4 separate regions of the Mus musculus genome follow, and all the other regions are linked to region 2. Evidence: chromatin contacts called from public HiChIP or PLAC-seq and Micro-C data. All regions are on one chromosome and are shown on one strand. Each heading gives the region's core, a stretch centred on a gene start, on an enhancer-like site or on the middle of the called end of the contact. The rest is flanking DNA. Distances are from core to core; before and after follow the strand shown.

Evidence for each region. A called contact is a pair of places that touch in the nucleus more often than the background predicts. HiChIP or PLAC-seq counts read pairs in DNA pulled down with a chosen protein or histone mark.
Region 1: a Micro-C map of embryonic stem cells shows a contact between it and region 2, with 2.1 times the contacts expected there. The contact joins the promoter of Pwwp2b here to the promoter of Msx3 in region 2. A contact is called at or near these places in 1 of 484 Hi-C or Micro-C datasets (embryonic stem cells) and 2 of 115 datasets of contacts at active chromatin or transcription factors (bone marrow-derived macrophages and pancreatic cancer cells).
Region 3: an H3K4me3 HiChIP or PLAC-seq map of neural tube shows a contact between it and region 2, with 5 times the contacts expected there. The contact joins the promoter of Ifitm6 here to the promoter of Msx3 in region 2. A contact is called at or near these places in 4 of 39 promoter capture datasets (cranial neural crest, frontonasal cranial neural crest, hippocampal neurons and 1 more), 2 of 115 datasets of contacts at active chromatin or transcription factors (embryonic hindbrain and neural tube) and 1 of 9 other capture datasets (liver).
Region 4: a contact with region 2 is called in an H3K4me3 HiChIP or PLAC-seq map of embryonic stem cells, with 4 times the contacts expected there. The contact joins the promoter of Ifitm1 here to the promoter of Msx3 in region 2. A contact is called at or near these places in 3 of 115 datasets of contacts at active chromatin or transcription factors (embryonic stem cells and pancreatic cancer cells) and 2 of 9 other capture datasets (embryonic stem cells and embryonic trunk).

The regions. Positions count from the first base shown.
Region 1 is chr7:139,246,913-139,251,125 of GRCm38.p6, forward strand. Pwwp2b (PWWP domain containing 2B) reads left to right here and starts at 1,570. Exons shown (of 3, transcript NM_001098636.1): 1 at 1,570-1,731. The coding sequence starts at 1,607.
Region 2 is chr7:140,046,270-140,050,434 of GRCm38.p6, forward strand. Msx3 (msh homeobox 3) reads right to left here and starts at 2,819. Exons shown (of 2, transcript NM_010836.3): 1 at 2,517-2,819; 2 at 1-1,871. The coding sequence starts at 2,730. The coding sequence ends at 1,471.
Region 3 is chr7:141,014,960-141,018,748 of GRCm38.p6, forward strand. Ifitm6 (interferon induced transmembrane protein 6) reads right to left here and starts at 1,933. Exons shown (of 2, transcript NM_001033632.1): 1 at 1,741-1,933; 2 at 853-1,200. The coding sequence starts at 1,899. The coding sequence ends at 1,045.
Region 4 is chr7:140,965,575-140,969,504 of GRCm38.p6, forward strand. Ifitm1 (interferon induced transmembrane protein 1) reads left to right here and starts at 2,502. Exons shown (of 2, transcript NM_001112715.1): 1 at 2,502-2,864; 2 at 3,915-3,930. The coding sequence starts at 2,682.

The sequences.
Region 1 (4,213 bases), core at 320-2,819, 800 kb before region 2:
TTGGAAGCTACTGAACTGGCTGGGGGGAGGGGGATGTCCTGCTGTAGGCTGTACTGAGCAGGCATCCCCAGTACTCAGGCACAGATGCTTAGTATCTGGGTTGAGCGAGTGGGCAGCCTCCCACCAGCCCTCCACCTGGAACTGAGCTGGGAATGGTTCCTGTAGCCAGCGTTTTTTTTTTTTTTTTTCCTCCAAAATCTGCAGCACCCAGCTCTGGAGAGAAGGAGTGAGGAAAACAGACGTTTGTGGGAGGGGGACTGCCCCTCAGCTGGACTCCGCCCAGACTTTCTCATCTGCTCTAGTGTAGCCTTAAGGCAAGGTAAAGTGGCGCCAGGGCGGCCTCGGCTGTCCTTGGCGGCGTCAGTGGTAGCAGCCCTGAAGCAAGTCCCAGCAGGGCAAGAACTCCACTCCCCAGCTGAAAAGGACATGGGCCTGGTAGATCCGTGGTCAGTACCTCTCTGCCCTTTTGGTGCCTCCAATGCAGGGTCATGGCGATGCAAGTCAGCCTTAGGGGCCCGATTCACAGACGCCATTGGTCATTGCAACGTGACAGACCCTTGGAGGCAGTCAGTTATGGATTCCGAATCCGGATTCAGAGTGCAAGTGCTTGCGGAAACCGGAGGAGGTCTAGGGTGGCGGTCAGCCGTCCGCCGGGCGCCGCCACCTCCCACTCATGGCCAGGCTGCCCTCGCGGGCCCGGTTGCACACGCCCGGGGAGCCTGGCTCTTGCTCATGGGAGGTGGCTCTTCATACTGTACACTAAGCGAGGAGTGCTGCAGCGAGTAGTCCCAGGAGACGCAAGAGCTCTGGATAGAATAATCCTGCCAACACTAGTGCTGGCCAGCCCCGCGCCCTGCGAGGTTCTCAAACAGACCGGAGCACTATAGTCTCCTAGGAGGCGCCGAGCACACCTGGGTAGCCCAGTGCCAGGTAGCCCTGTAGTGAGGGTGACACTAGGCCTCTTGTAAGGGCCCCATTGGTGTCCCTCGGCACCCGGAGTCTCCTCTGCCAGGCCTGATTCGCTTCAAATACACGTGTCCACAGACTTTTTCAAGTACCAAGTGGACACAGGAGTCGTGCGTAGAAGACGCTGCCGGGGTCCTCTAGCACAAACTGGTAGACAGGGGACCCCCAGACTACATGGGGGAAGGGCCCCAGGCTGCGCCGGGCTCAGGGAGTGGCCCCGGGACAGGATCAGGAAGGAGGTGGGGCCCGGGGTGGAACCCAGAGAAGCAGAGTGGGGGAAGGGCCTGGACCCGGGGAGTGTCCCCGCTACCCCTCGGTTCCTGGCAAGGCCTCCTAGGGGGCATTCCAAGCCTGCGTGGCGTCAAGATTAACGAACCCTTCTCCCCGCCCGGTGGGGCCCCCGCAATGCGTTGCAAGCCCAGCTTTGAGAGCCGGCTGTGGGCGCACGCTGCGGGCGGACCGCCCCACGCCCTCCGGCTCCTGGGAGCGCAGCCCGCGGCCGCGCGCCCCAGCCTAGCTCCGCGGTGGCGGCCGGCACACAGAGCTTTGTGACGTCAGGCGGCGTCACGCGGGGCTGACCCGGCGGCGGCGGCGGCGGCGGCGGTGGCGGGCGGGGGCGGCCTCCGGAGGCGGCGGGAGCATGGAGCCGCGGGCCGGCTGCCGGTTGCCGGTGCGGGTGGAACAGGTCGTCAACGGCGCGCTGGTGGTCACCGTGAGCTGTGGCGAGCGCAGCTTCGCCGGAATCCTGCTGGATTGCACGAAAAAGTGAGCGGGGCAGGGTCGCGGGCCCGGGACTCCTCGGAATCTCCCGGGACACTCCTCCACCGATTCAAGGTTCCAATGCAGGCTCCGAGAGGAGCAGCAAAGCCCGGCGTCCGCTTTCAGTTTCTGCTGGGCCGGGGTTTCGAGGCGCGCCAGCTGGCCGCCGGTCTGGGTGCGAAAGTGGCTCTCTCCCAAAGTCGCGGTGACTTTCGGGGCAGGAGAGCGTGCGGCCCCGCAGAGGGGCTGCGGTGCCGGCCGGGACGCACGGGAAGCCTTGCCTGAAACTCCGCACATCTGCCATAATTAACGCACTTTTCTTTGTTCAGACGCACTGTTGAATTCGACTGTTTGTAGAATCGTGATTCGTTTAAGGGGGTCAGTTAAGCTATGGCCTCACCTGTCACAAGAGGGGGGAAGCCCAAGGCTTATAGGAGTGGCTGGTGGAGACCAGCTGCGAGACTGCGGGGTGTAGAAACACTGCTGTGGGCGAGGCGCCTTGCGGGGGAGTGGAAGATACAAGTTCCAGGGCCAGTGCCTCTACTGGAGGGGCGCATTGGGCTTGGCTCCTGAGACCACCTGTATACCCTTTGCAGGGGCTTCTGCAGCGCAGAACAGCCACCTGAACCCAGAATCACATGGCACTGCGCTGTCACTGCCTGATAAATGATTAGGCATTAATCAGGCTGTGACTCTTCTGCTCCAGCCAGGCTTCATTCTGGAATTAGGAACAGAAAAGGGCTCTGCTTTCAAAGACCCAACTTTTTCCCTTCCTAAAGCCCGGATTTCCCTGGGTTCCCACCACAGAGCAGAGCCCTTCCTCCTTCGACAGTTACCCTGCTGACATTATGTCTTCATTAGATGTGCCAGAAGCCATTTATGCACAAGTCATGTGACTTAACATATGGCCTCCCGTGTGACTGGTGCCCCTCTCTTGTTGGTTAGTACAGGGAGTGCCTATAATGGGGTGACATTCAGGGGCTGCAGAATAGCCACCTGAAAGCTTCCAAGGCAAGCCATCCCCCACCCTGCTGATGGCTGCCCTCTCCTCCCTAGGCAGGTCTGGCTGCACCCCTGCTCAACCTGTGCAGCCTGCTCTGGCCTCTCCCTAGAGAGTCTGCAGCAGAGGACCCGCATTTCCCCAGTTCTCAGGCTCCAGTGCTCAAGATAAGATTGGCTGAGAGTAGTCCTATCTTGTGGCTGTGTCTACAGAGATAGGGGGGATCTCTACCCTGAGGTCAATGGCTAACCTGGCTTGCAGATGCATACACCCTTCATGAATAGAAGCTAGCTGCTGGCTGGCATCCTGAACATGGGAAGCAGCAGCTATAGGATGCATGTGTGTCCGTGCCTCACAGTCTACCAGAACCAGAACCCCTTGGAGACATGAGCTTAGTCGCTGATCACAGCTCTTCTCTGCAGTGGCTTTGCTTGCTTCTGTGCCCATGCAGAGACTCTGAAATGGCCCTTCCTTGCCCCTCCAGCCCTCCAAGGCTTGGCCTTGTGTTTCTCCTTCCCCATCCCTGATCTTTCCAGCAGCGCCCCCCCCCCCTTGTTTCTGTTTCCTGTGTTCTATCCATAGTATTATGAGTGGCAAAGCTAGTGTTTACAGCCCTGCTTCTCAGGCAGAGCTGAGCACAGCTTAGCAGCTGTCTGGGTGGTTTGGGCTGCAGTGTCTGCTCTCAGGCTCCAGGGTCCACATGCTGACCTGCCCTCCCAGGTACTAGTTTCTCCACAGCTTCAGTACCTATCCTTGCTCTTCCAAGGCCCAGTCCTTGGATTCGAGCCAAGGAAGAGTTCCCAAGTCCTATTTCCTCCCACCTCAGGGGAGCCTTTGGGGCTCAAAGCAGCAAGCAGGTCAGCATTCCTGAGGTGCTGCTGCTGCGCTTTATAGGCATCAGAGCTCCCATAGTTTGGGTACCGACCTGGTAGCCTGGCTGTCCTTTATGGTTCCTGATCACTGTTCATCCTCCTTGCTAGGTTGCAAGTGACGTGGATGGCCCCGTTCGCATAGACTGCTGGGTAGAAGGAAGGCTCTGAGGCTGGATCCAGCCCCACCAGTGCTCATCATGAAAGTTAGACTGAAAGATGTTTGTTCCTTTTCCCTTCCTCGTCTGCAGATGGCTGGGGAGCTCAGAGGGGGTCTTTGCTCACAAGCCACCTGGTGCAGTACCAAGTACCTCCTCCCACTCGGTGTCTTGAATCAGCTGCCTGGCTGTAGAGCAGCCCGAAGCAGGTTCTCTGTTGCTCTGGGTACCTATGCAGGCCTGTATTTTCACTGAGAAACCACACTGTACCAGAGGGTGGGCTAAGCCTCTGACAAGCCGCCTTTATGATCCCTGCTTACAAATTTGAGGATCCCTCCCAAAGCCGGCTGACCCAAGTCGTGCAGGAAGGGGTGGGGCTGACACTATGCTGCAGGTGGGCCTAGAGGTATGTATGTCTCTTGTTGAGCACCTCAGGTGAGGTAACCCTAGCCAAAGGTAGT
Region 2 (4,165 bases), core at 1,569-4,068:
GATTTGGTCTCAAAACAAAACCAAACCTATCTGGTTTCCAATTTTTCCAAGAGACACAGGGCAGAAGACTGTCAATACGTATCAATAGGCAATTCCATGCAATATTATCTTTTCGGTTTTATTTGGAGCTGATGGACCAGTGAAGGTCACGGGACAGCAGTTTTCCTGGAGCTGGCTTGGACTGCCGAGCATAGCCCAGTCCTTCCCTTCCTCCCAACCAGAGCATCCTAACCCTGGGCCATCTATCACTGTGAAATTCCATGTTCTCATGAACACACAACCAGCAGCCCTCTGCAGGCAGGTTCTTCCTCCCCTGCCCGAAGGCTGGCAGGAGGGCCTGTCAAAGGTCCTGGGCTGTGACTCCAGGGGACTGTTGTGAGCCCTCAACACACTCCAGCTAAAGTCTCTAGATTGCAGCAAAAGTGTCCTGTGGAAACAGCCATGGGGTGTATTAGTGCCCGTTGTCAGGTACCCTAAGGGCCTCAATCTTGCATGATAGGATTGAGACCGAACAGGATAGGACAGAACAGCTCAGATGGCCTGTTTTCTTTCCTCGGATAAAGGTAGAATAAAGGTACAAGTCCGGATTCCTAAACAAGTCCTCCGCTTTTCTACGGAGCACCAGAATTACAGAGGCAGCCGGCACTCAGAGTAACTCTTCTGGGACCTTCACAGGCCTCACCTCCTACCGCACCCACAATGGGAGATCTGAGATGCTCAACTCTCACTTTCTTCTCTTTATTGACTGGACACCTGCTGGCAAGAGGCTAGAGGTTGGTCCCTGCTGCCTTCAGCCCTCTGTCTCCCCCCAGCAGGCTCTTTTCGAAGAAGCTCAGAAGATGCTGGGGGCAGCAGCCACCCTTACATTAGGGCATGGCGCCAACAGTCCCCTCCCCTACTTCCAAGTCCATCCAGCGTTTGCCTCTAGCTCCTTGAACGACATATACTCTAAAAAAAAAAATAATAATGGTATAAAACCTAAAAAGTGTAAAAGTTTCCATTTGGTCACAACAGTTGGAGAGACAGTAATTTCTAACCGTCCGATTATCTCATTTTTTATTTTGATTTCTTCTTATGGAATTTGTTTTCTTATGCCAGCTCAATCGAGCCTCTCTGAAGTCCTCGGTGTCCGGGCAGAGTGAATACAGGGAGCACACCCACTCCAGAAATACTTTGTCGACTGCTTTGTAAGAAATAGGAAGAACTGCTTTTGTCTGTTTCAAGGACTATATGACGGTGTGTTTTCTTTCAGAAAAACAGATTGATGTGGGCAAGGTTTTAGGAAGGTTTAAAGTATTTGTAAGATGTCTATAAATAGGCTCCAGTCATCAAGTATAACACCGTATAAACAGGAGGAGGGGGGGGGGGAAGACTAAAATGAAAAGTCAAAAGTTACCAGGAGCATCAGCGGCAGGCAGAACTGTGCGCAACCCTGAGCCTAACCAAGAGGTTAGGGCTTGATTCCATGATCTAAGACAAGTAGTACATGCCATAGGCCGCGACAGGCCCGGCGAGGATCCCAGGAACCGCGTTGCCGCCGAAAGTGGCCGCGGAGCTGTGCAGCTGGGTGCCCAGCGGGAAGGGCAGGGCAAACGCCGCCGGCAGTAGTGGCTTCGCTGCCAGCTTCAGCTTCTCCAGCTCAGCTTCCTGCAGCCGCTTGGCTTTGGCTCGGCGGTTCTGAAACCAGATCTTGACCTGAGTCTCAGTGAGGCTCAAGCTGCTGGAGAACTCGGCGCGCTCCGCAATGGATAAGTATTGCTTCTGGTGAAACTTGCGCTCAAGCGCCAGCAGCTGCGCGGTGGTGAATGGCGTCCGTGGTTTGCGATTGGTTTTGTGTTTGCGGAGGGTGCAGGGTGGAGGGCTCGGGGCACCTGAAAGGAAAGAGAAGCGCAGGGCGAGCGCTCAAACTCTGGCTGCACACCCCTATTTCGACCGACCTTCTTCCACCCTTACAAAGGAAGGTTGGTGCTCCGTGGCTCCGTGAGTGCTCCGCTCAGCGGTCCCCAAAGCCACGTGGATAAGCAAACCAAGGAGGCAGGGGAGTGGAGGAGGCGCCCTAGACTTAGGTCTGCTCTCCCAACCCGTGATCTTGCACCCCAACTAAACTGGGGACTAACTATTTGGAAAAAGAGCTAAACTGGGCCTGGAGGCTGTCCAATAACCGAAGACGAGTAGCGGTCAGGTCTCCAAACAGACCAGTTAGCTGTCGGGGGCATACGCAAAGTGGGCAAGGGGTGCAGGAGCGTGAGCGACCCGGAGCGGAAAAGCATTAAGGGTATTTGTTGTGGGTTGCGGACCTCGACCAAGAAGAGACCTGGACCTGGCGGTTGGGCTGTGCACAATGTTGGGCGCCCACCGCCAGTTATCATTGCTCTTGGACTGAGCCGGTTAATGGCTAGTAATTACTAGCCACTAGTTCGGAGCAACAGTGCGCATACCCCCACCCACCTTGGACTTTCGAGCCTTGACAGCGCGGTCGCTTTTCAGGGCCTGAGACCGGGAGACTGAGCACTTACGTGGGGGACAAGAGTGCGCGACTGGAGGGGGCCAGGCTCCAGGCTTCGAGGCGCCGAGCGGCCTCTCCACCCCCAGCTCCCCAGACTCGGAGCCCGGTACGCGCTCAGCCTCCAGCAGAGACTCGACGCTGAAGGGGAGTGGTCCGTGCTCTGTGTGGCCCCCGCCGCGAGCTTCGAGCCCCGCCGCGTTCATGTCGAATGTCGCCCGGGCCATGCATGGGATGGCGGGTGCGGGGCTAGCCGCCCGGCTGGGACGCGTGGGACCCAGCGGCGGTTTATTTTGCTAGGACCTTGGGCTCTGTGGTTCTCGGGCCCCTCCGCACCCTATAAAAAGGTAGCACCGCTTTCATGCGCCGCTACCCAATGGTTGTTTCAGCCGATGTGCGGGTCTCAGTGCGGGTTGGATTCAGTGTTTCGGGGGCGGGACCGACAGAGAGGGGCGGGGCTTCTGCCTGGGAACTGAGTGCCCCGAGACCTGGGGTAGCATTGTCGTGCCCACGTCAGGATTTCGGGACTTACTGCCGTCTGTAGGAACGCTTATGAAGCTCCTCCAGCGGGAAAAGCTGAGGGGGCTGTCAGTCTTGGGTAAAGAGATGGTTGGCCTCAGCCTTCTGGAGTGGAGGAATGGACTGCGCGCGAGCGCTCATAGTGGAGCTACGTCCAGGCATCAGTTCTTTGCTGGCACAGTGAGCCTCCGCGCTTAGGCAGAGCGCAGCTATGGGCTCGTGCCTACTACAGTGCTGTTTAATGAGGCTGATCGGCTGTTCTTGCTGCGTTCCTGGCTCGCACGTGTTTTAGTCTGCACCGTGGGGTTCTAATGGGACCAACACGTCTCCTCTACTGATCTCTTGAGGTCGAGTTGTGGCATCTTTAGTTTCGCTTTGGTCTCTCTTTGAGCTCTTGGAGTCTCCAAACATTTTCTGGGCCACTAGCAACTTCGAGGGCTGAACTTGCGTCCCAGTTTGGGCCAGGAATGGGCTAGAAAGACGCGTCCTGGGTCCCAAGCGCAGAGGCCAAGGGAAGATGGTGGAGACAGATCTCTTAGAGGAAGTTAGCATACTAGCCCGTCATGCAGGCACCTCAGGCTGCTCAAACAACTGGATGCTGGGCGCATCGTTGTCTTCTGGTGTCCTGTATTTGCCTGGCGGCCGATGCAAATTCCTGAAAGGCCGCCGGAGAGTATCTCTGTTGATGCAGTCTTTCCTTGACCAGGCAAGCAGTGTGGGAACCTCTTGAAGGCGCTTTAAAAAACAAAACAAAACAAAACAACCCGCCAGCTAAGGATTCTAAGGAAGGGTGGATCTGAGGCCAGATAGAGTCCCTAGCTCCTGGTAATACTTTCCCCCAAATCTCACTGTTCCTTTGGTTTTAAAACAAAACAAAACAAAACAAAACACACACACACTCACACACACACACACACACATCACCAAACAAACAAAAATGTTCTTCTATGTTGCAAAGCAAACTGTGGCGGTAGCGCCATAAAAAGAAACCAGGGCTTTGATTTTAGAATACATTGGGAGGTTGATTTAGGAAATAAAGTCTGATTAATATCCTAGAGCACAAAATCAGCAACCTACATCTCTCTATAAATTTGTTTTAGACAGCCAAAAGTACTTCAATGGAGTACAGCTTTGGGGTTCAGT
Region 3 (3,789 bases), core at 683-3,182, 970 kb after region 2:
ACTATTGCTGAAGAAGTTCGTTTCCCCCATATCCTAATAACTTCTCTTCCACTACCTCTGCTAGGTGGTAGGCTAGAGGAGAGGTTGAACCCTTAATAAAAGTAGGTTGCAAAAAATGTATGCCCACAGGTGAATTTTGAGGACAGACTAATGAAGGGTGCCAAGGCCCCTCCAGACCTGACCCTCCCCACTTCAGGATCTGAGGACTCACAGAGAGATAATACCCTGGATCAACATGGCACCTAGCATCAAAGATTCCATGGTCACTTCCCACTGCCCATCCCTGACCTGAAATAAGCCTGTGAGATGTGTGTGAGAAGGGAGGGGCCAGAATCCAAGCCGAAGGCCACCATAGAGTTCTTGAACACAGCGTGTCTGGGTCAAGATTTCTTCCTCCTAAAAGTGGAGGACCCTGGGCTGGTCCTCTATCCCTGGACTGAAAACTCACTAGTACATGCCTCTGCACCCTTCCTGTACTCTAGGGACATGGAGCCGGAGGTAAGCAATGCTTAGTTACTGCCTGCCTGGGACTGCTAGGTAAAAGAGAACACTATTCAGGATGCTTGTCAGCTGCTGTCTCCATCCTGAGGCCAGAATCCTACTTATCTGTGGATGCCCTGCACTATACACCCATCCACACCCACCCCATCCACACCCCTACCTCTTCAACAAGGAGAAAGCCAGGGAAACTCTGAGTAAGCTCAGTAGGGAGCAGTCAGGGGATAGGAAGTCTCACCACAATCGCTACCACGTGCACTTTATTGAATCCACTGTGAACATATGCATGAGGATAAACATTTACAGGAGGGTAGAGTGACAGGTTAGGGCCTCTGGCCAGGATAAGGGGCAACTCTGAGGGGCAGAGCACATGAATGCTTTCTTCACGAAGACAGTGCATGGAAGAATTTAGTAGTCCATTGACTTTGACAGTGCATGGAGTCCCACCCTTAGTATCTAATAGGTACTAAAGATACTAAATTCGGTACTAGTTTAGTTAATTAATAATTAGCTAACTAACTAGTTAGTACCTAACTAGTGGTTCTATTATCTTTGGTTACCTAGTAAGTTAAAGCTGTATAAAACGATAAGCATGATGTAGAAGATGAGGGAGATGACCAGAGCAAGGATGTTCAGAATCTTGGCGGTTGAAGCATGGGATTGGGCCCCAGTCATGTCGCCCACCATCTTCCGGTCCCTGGACTGAAAGAGATGAAAAGATCAGTGTGGCCTTGGAGCAAGTCATCAAGAGCCAGATGCTTTGCCTCAGTTTCCCCATTGTCCTTCCCGCTCAGTGCAGTCTCCTTCCTAATATCAGGGACCCCTCTCCCTTTCACACACTCAGACCATTCAGCAGACCCAAGAACTGTATGCTCAGCTCACCATGGGGCACCATTTTTTGTAAGTCTCACTTGCACCCAGCCTGGTGCCCCAGTCTGCAGGGTGAAGGGGCATTCCAGAAACTAAGCAGTAAGCAGAATGAATCCCTCTAAACTAGAGTGGAGACAGTCTCACCCCAGAATCCCTGGGCATTCTCTCCTTTTGCTTACATAGGAGAGTCTCCTACATACAACCCACATATACATTCTATATGCTACTTACACAGTCTATACATACAAACACATAAGTACATTCAGGACACCAAGGTGTGTCACACATACACAAACACAAAGCTGTACATGACCCAGGTGTCCTCTGGGCAGGAGGAGCCACAACCACATACATACCTTCTACAACACTCACCTTCACCGAGTAGATGTAGGCAATGAAACCCAGGCAGCAGCCATTCATGAACACTGTGTTAAATGTAGACCAGGTAATGTGATCCGGCTGGATAACATCACTGTTGATGCAAACCACAGTGGATGGCACTGGAGCTGAGTCAGGATCCCTCTTAACCATGTTTTTGTGCTTAAAGGAAGCAAGGAAGCTCTTGTTTCAAGGAAGTTCATATGGGTGGTGGAGTCACAGGCACTTTTATAGAACCATTGTGGTGTAAGATCCACATGCATGGGGAGGGGTTACATAAGATTGCTTCATACCCCACACACCCTCCCCACCCCACCTCCGCCCCCGCCTCCACCACCTCCTCAGTGGCCTCTTCAAAGTTCTACTTTCTCCAAAATTTCTGTTCCTGTTTGTAAACCAATGAACTGTCTGGGAAGTGGGAAGTGAAAACAGATTACTGAATGGTAATCACACTAGGATAGGGTTCAAGAAGGGCAAAAATCGGGAGACCCTCCTATACCAGATCCCAGTTCAGGACTTAGTCCTCTACCTCCCCAGCCCAGGCCAATAGCTACAGCAGCTATTTCCCCAGTCAGGAACCTGAAGCCTTCTACCATCCCATCTCCAGGGTGCCGAAGGTCAGTCCTCAAGATAGGAGCCTTCTCTGCAGAAACCCATGTCCACTTACTGGCTGACTTGCTTCAGACCAGGGCCAGAGAAAGCTACAAATCACTGCCATCCCTGTTGAGCCAGGACCAATGGATGGTCAGTACGGTGCCTTTCAGGCCAGGGCTCTGCTCACAGGCTGGGAGACTGCACTATTTATTTCAGACACTTGGCAGCGCCTTTGCAGTGCTAACTAACTTATTCATGTGATTCCACTTTCCCTTCTCAACCTTTATCCTTTTACTAAAAGACTTGGAGTTTGGGGGAAGATGGATATGTCTGGACCACACCCAGTGAGGCCACGAAATTCGCAACACCTGGTTGGCCGAGACCTTTCTGACACTGCAATCTCTTTTTCTTGCCTCAGTACACCCTGCCGGAAAGATGGCAAAACAGGATCGGAAAGAGATAAAGCAAGTTATGAATGTGCTCTTCAGTTTCCTCTGAATGACAGAAATTATGTTCCTGGAACAGTCCCCACCCCCAGGCCCCGGCCCTCTCCTCACACCACAGATGCTAGGCTACCTGCTCTTACTGTGTTCTCAGAAGCCCCAGGACCAGTAGATCTCAGCATGGCCAGGCCACCAAGGATAGAATGTCTTGTCCTAGCAGCCTGGACTTTTGGGTTCCTTCAAGCTGCTGTGCTTGGGGCTGGAGAGATGACTCAGTGATTAAGAGCACTGACTGCTCTTCCAGAGGTCCTGAGTTCAATTCCCAGCAACCACATGGTGGCTCACAACCATTTGTAATGGGATCCTTTGCCCTCTTCTGGTGTGTCTGAAGACAGCTACAGTGTAGTCATAGAAATAAAATAAATCTAAAAAAAAAAAAAAAAAAACTGCTGTGCTGGATCTTCCTTAAGGTAATTGTGTGACCAAGGGTGTTGGCATGTGGTAAGTTGTACCCATCGGGCGCATGGAGTATAAAGCATGGACTGACTTTCGAAGACTTGGTGTTCTGGTTCCAGTTCTGCTGCTATGACAAATAGCCCGACAATAAACAATTTAGAGAGAAAGGAGTTTATTTGCTTATAACTCCAAGTTACCACATATCATTCCCGTTAAGGCAGGAACTCAGTTAGTCATAGCACATCTGCAGTCAAGAGCAGAGAAGTGCGTGGGGTCATGGCTTGATTGCTTACCTGCTTGCCCTCAGTTAGATCTCCCCTTTCTTCTACTTTTCAGAACACCTTTGCCTAGGGAACAGACTAGATCTTCCTGTATCTATGAGCAAACTAGACACTCCCTCATAGATAGGCCTACAGGCCAACCTGATCCAGAAAATTCCTCTTTAAAGACTCTCTGCCCACCGGGCAGTGGTGGTGCACGCTTTTAATCCCAGCACTTGGGAGGCAGAGGCAGGCAGATCTCTGAGTTCGAGGCCAGCCTGGTCTACAGA
Region 4 (3,930 bases), core at 1,252-3,751, 920 kb after region 2:
GGAACTATATACAGCAGGCATGTGTATACTGGAACTATATACAGCAGGCATGTGTATACTGGAACTATATACAGCAGGCATGTGTATACTGGAACTATATACAGCAGGCATGTGTATACTGGAACTATATACAGCAGGCATGTGTATACTGGAACTATATACAGCAGGCATGTGTATACTGGAACTATATACAGCAGGCATGTGTATACTGGAACTTCAAACCAGATTCTGGAAGAGCGGCCAGTACTCTTAACCTCTGAGCATCTCTCCAGACTTAAAGATTCTATTTTTATTTTTAATTATGAACATTTGTGTGTTTGGGGCACGGACACATGAGTGCAGTGTACACATGAGTGCAGTACTCAAGGAGGTCAGAAGAGCTGGATATACAGATTGTTCTGAGCTGCCTGACTCAGGTCCTCCTCAGGAACTGTAAGGGATCTTCACTGCTGTCTCTCCAGCCCCAGCAAGCACCTTTTCTCTATTAAATCTTTTTATCTAAGCCGGGCGGTGGTGGCGCACGCCTTTAATCCCAGCACTCGGGAGGCAGAGGCAGGCAGATTTCTGATTTCGAGGCCAGCCTGGTCTACAAAGTGAGTTCCAGGACAGCCAGGGCTACACAGAGAAACCCTGTCTCTAAAAACCTAAATAAATAAATAAATAAATAAATAAACTTTTTTATCTAGATTCTAATCTGGTAAATACCTTTATCCCTGTGCCTTTGGCTCCTCATTCTTGATACACAATCAAACCCAAACAAAGGTGATGATGGCATTGCCTGGGGGGGTGGGACTGGAGGGGTGTCAATCAGTCAAGACAACTCCTGGAGAGTTCTGCCAGCTGCTTTGCCTCCTGCTGCCTCTCCCTTCTCTGGCCTGGCCTGGCCACTCTGCTGTCCTCCATAGCACGATTCGTTACCCAAAGGCTTTCAGTGGCTTCTTCTAGACATCTGCTGTTCTCCTTTGCAGCTTTTATGTAGGTATGACTTCCCAGAAGGTGATATTAAATTTTACTCTGGTCATCTCTGTCCTCTGAAATGCCAACTGTGAGTGAAATTAAGCGCTAATGGCTTGGAAAAGTTTAAGCCAGATGGCTGCAAACCCCAGGAGCTTCAGATCTAGAAGTAGACAAAGCAAATTCCCTGACAAGGTTTTGGGTTTGTTGTTGTTTTGTTGTTTTAAAGATTTACTTATTATATGTAAGTACACTGTAGCTGTCTTCAGACACACCAGAAGAGGGCATCAGATCTCATTACAGATGTTTGTAAGCCACCATGTGGTTGCTGGGATTTGAACTCAGGGCCTTCGGAAGAGCAGTCAGTGCTCTTACCCTCTGAGCCATCTCGCCAGCCCCCCAGGCGAGGTTTTTATTAGGGGCTTTTTCTACAGAAGAAAAAGGGAAGAGGCGGGGAGTTTTGGGAGGATGAAGGAGAGGCACAGCTCTGAGGCTTCCTGGTTTTTAAGTACGTTAAGGGGGCAAAGGGATGGCATGGAGCACACAGTGAGGACTTCAGACCATGGGTCAGTCTTGATAATGCCAGTATATTCATATGCTGTGATGGCTAATGTTGCTTAGCAACTTGACTTCATCTAAAATCAACTGTAACACAAGCATCTGGGCACACCTGGGCACACCTGAGAGAGTAGGGCGCTTTTTTGTTTTTGCTTTGCTTTGCTTTTTTGTTTTTCCTGGTTGGATTATTTGAGGTCAGAAAAGCCACCCTAAATGTGGGCCACACCTTCTGGTGGCACCCCACATAAAAGGTCATGGAAGAAGGATGGTTTTGCCTGCTTACCCTCTTGCTGCTCAGTTTCTCTCTCCTGTTCCAGAGATATTAGAACCTACTTCCTCAGGGTCCCAACGGACCTCTGTAGAATCTCCCTGGGACTCTAGCACCACATTGACACAGCTGACTTTAGTCTTGTGGACAACGCCTGGATCCTAGGCCTTTCCATCAGGAGACAGTCATTTTAGGGCTCCTCGACCACACCTGTAAGTTATTCTAATAAATCCCCTTCTTAGGACACACAGCAGTTCGGGGGGGTCAGGATTTGGGGTAGAGTTATCTCTGGGGAATTTCTGTTTTATAGACCTTTGTTTTTCTCTCAGCTTCAGCTTCTAGAATGAGTCTCTTACTAAGGCAAAAGCAAATAAACTAAAAATGTAGAATCCTGAGCTCTCGGCCCTGTCTGTACAGAGGGTGGATGTTAGAGTCTATGACAAGTTGTGTGCTCCTGTTCTCAGTCACAACAAAGGGAGCTAAAGAATGTGCAAAACATCATCCCTCCTCAAAGCAAACTCGGAGCGACCGCGTTGTTCCCTTCTGCTTACTGTAACCTATGCACTGGGGAACACTGCAGTCACCTCTCCTTCCCAGTGGAGGGGGTGAGCTGCCTCACAGCTTCAAACCCCAGCCTCTGGGGATTAGGACAGCTTGAAAAGGGGTGGGAGTGGCTCTCCCTGCCCACACCCTAATGGTAACTTGAAACCACTATTTGCCCTTAACTCCGCAGCCCCTAAAAAGCACACCAAATTGTAAACATAAGGAAGTAGGTTTCTGAGAAACAGACCCCACTGGAGGAAAAAGGCCGGCCCACTGCGCAGCAGGCTCCGGACTGCCCAGTTTGAAAAGCCTTCTCATTCCTTCCTTATTCTCACTCTGCAGCTTCAAAAGCCGAGAGATGCCTAAGGAGCAGCAAGAGGTGGTTGTACTGGGGTCACCCCACATCTCAACTTCTGCGACAGCCACCACAATCAACATGCCTGAGATCTCCACGCCTGACCATGTGGTCTGGTCCCTGTTCAATACACTCTTCATGAACTTCTGCTGCCTGGGCTTCGTAGCCTATGCCTACTCCGTGAAGGTATTGTATGGGCCTCAACCTTGACTTACCCAGGTGGTACCTGGGTTGTGTGTGTGTGTGTGTATGTGTATGTTTGTGTGTATGTGTGGAGGGAATCCCAGGAGGTGCCTGGGGATCCGTGGGTCAAGGTATCTCCATCATAGCCTAAAGTTTGAAGGAAGTCTCCTTACTTCCTGATTCTTGGAATGCCCCCCCCTTTTAAAAAAGATTTATTTATTTATTATAAGTACACTGTAACTGTCTTCAGACACACCAGAAGAAGGCATCAGATCTCATAGATAGTTGTGAGCCACCATGTGGTTGCTGAGATTTGAACTTGAAAGAAAGAAAGCTAAATTCAAGACTTCAAAGCCCTAGCCAGAAAGTTTATTCAAGGTCCTTGACTCTTGCGGCTTGCTAGTTAGGAGGGCTTTTTGGGCTTAGAGCAAAGAACAAAGGCTGTAAAGTCATCCTAGGTACCAACTAGCCATTGAGACAAGAAAGGCACGCAAGGACAATCTCCAGGACAAGCTCTGATGAGTAATGGGCCACCTGCTGATATGGTTTGGGCTTAGCCAGATGTCCTGCCGACCAAGATAAACACCCTCCCTTTAGAGTTACTATCACATACAGCTCTCTGATGTTTAAATTGCCCATTTGTGTGTAACTGTGCCAATCCTCCCCCTACCCCCACTCCTTTCCTATATAAACCCCTAACTTTAGAGCCTCGAGACCGACATCCCTTATCTCCTGTGTGAGAGGACCTCTTGGAAGAGCAGTCAGTGCTCTTAACCGCTGAACCCTCTCTCCAGCCCCCTGGAAGGTTCCTTAACCCTGAAGATTAACACTCCTGGCTGGATGGAAAGTTCACTAGGAACTAACAGGAAACAGTAGAGTAAGAGGCTAGTGCTGGGTGTTTCTGGGTAGTCGTGAGTGTGGTAAAGTGGAAGAAGGTCCCTGGCCTAAAGATTAAGAGGAGCACAGTGGGCTAGGAAGGTGATGGGGAGCTGAGTCAGTACTTGTCTTTCCATTGGCCAGCTCCAGTGCCACTGACCATCTGGTCTCTTCCAGTCTAGGGACAGGAAGA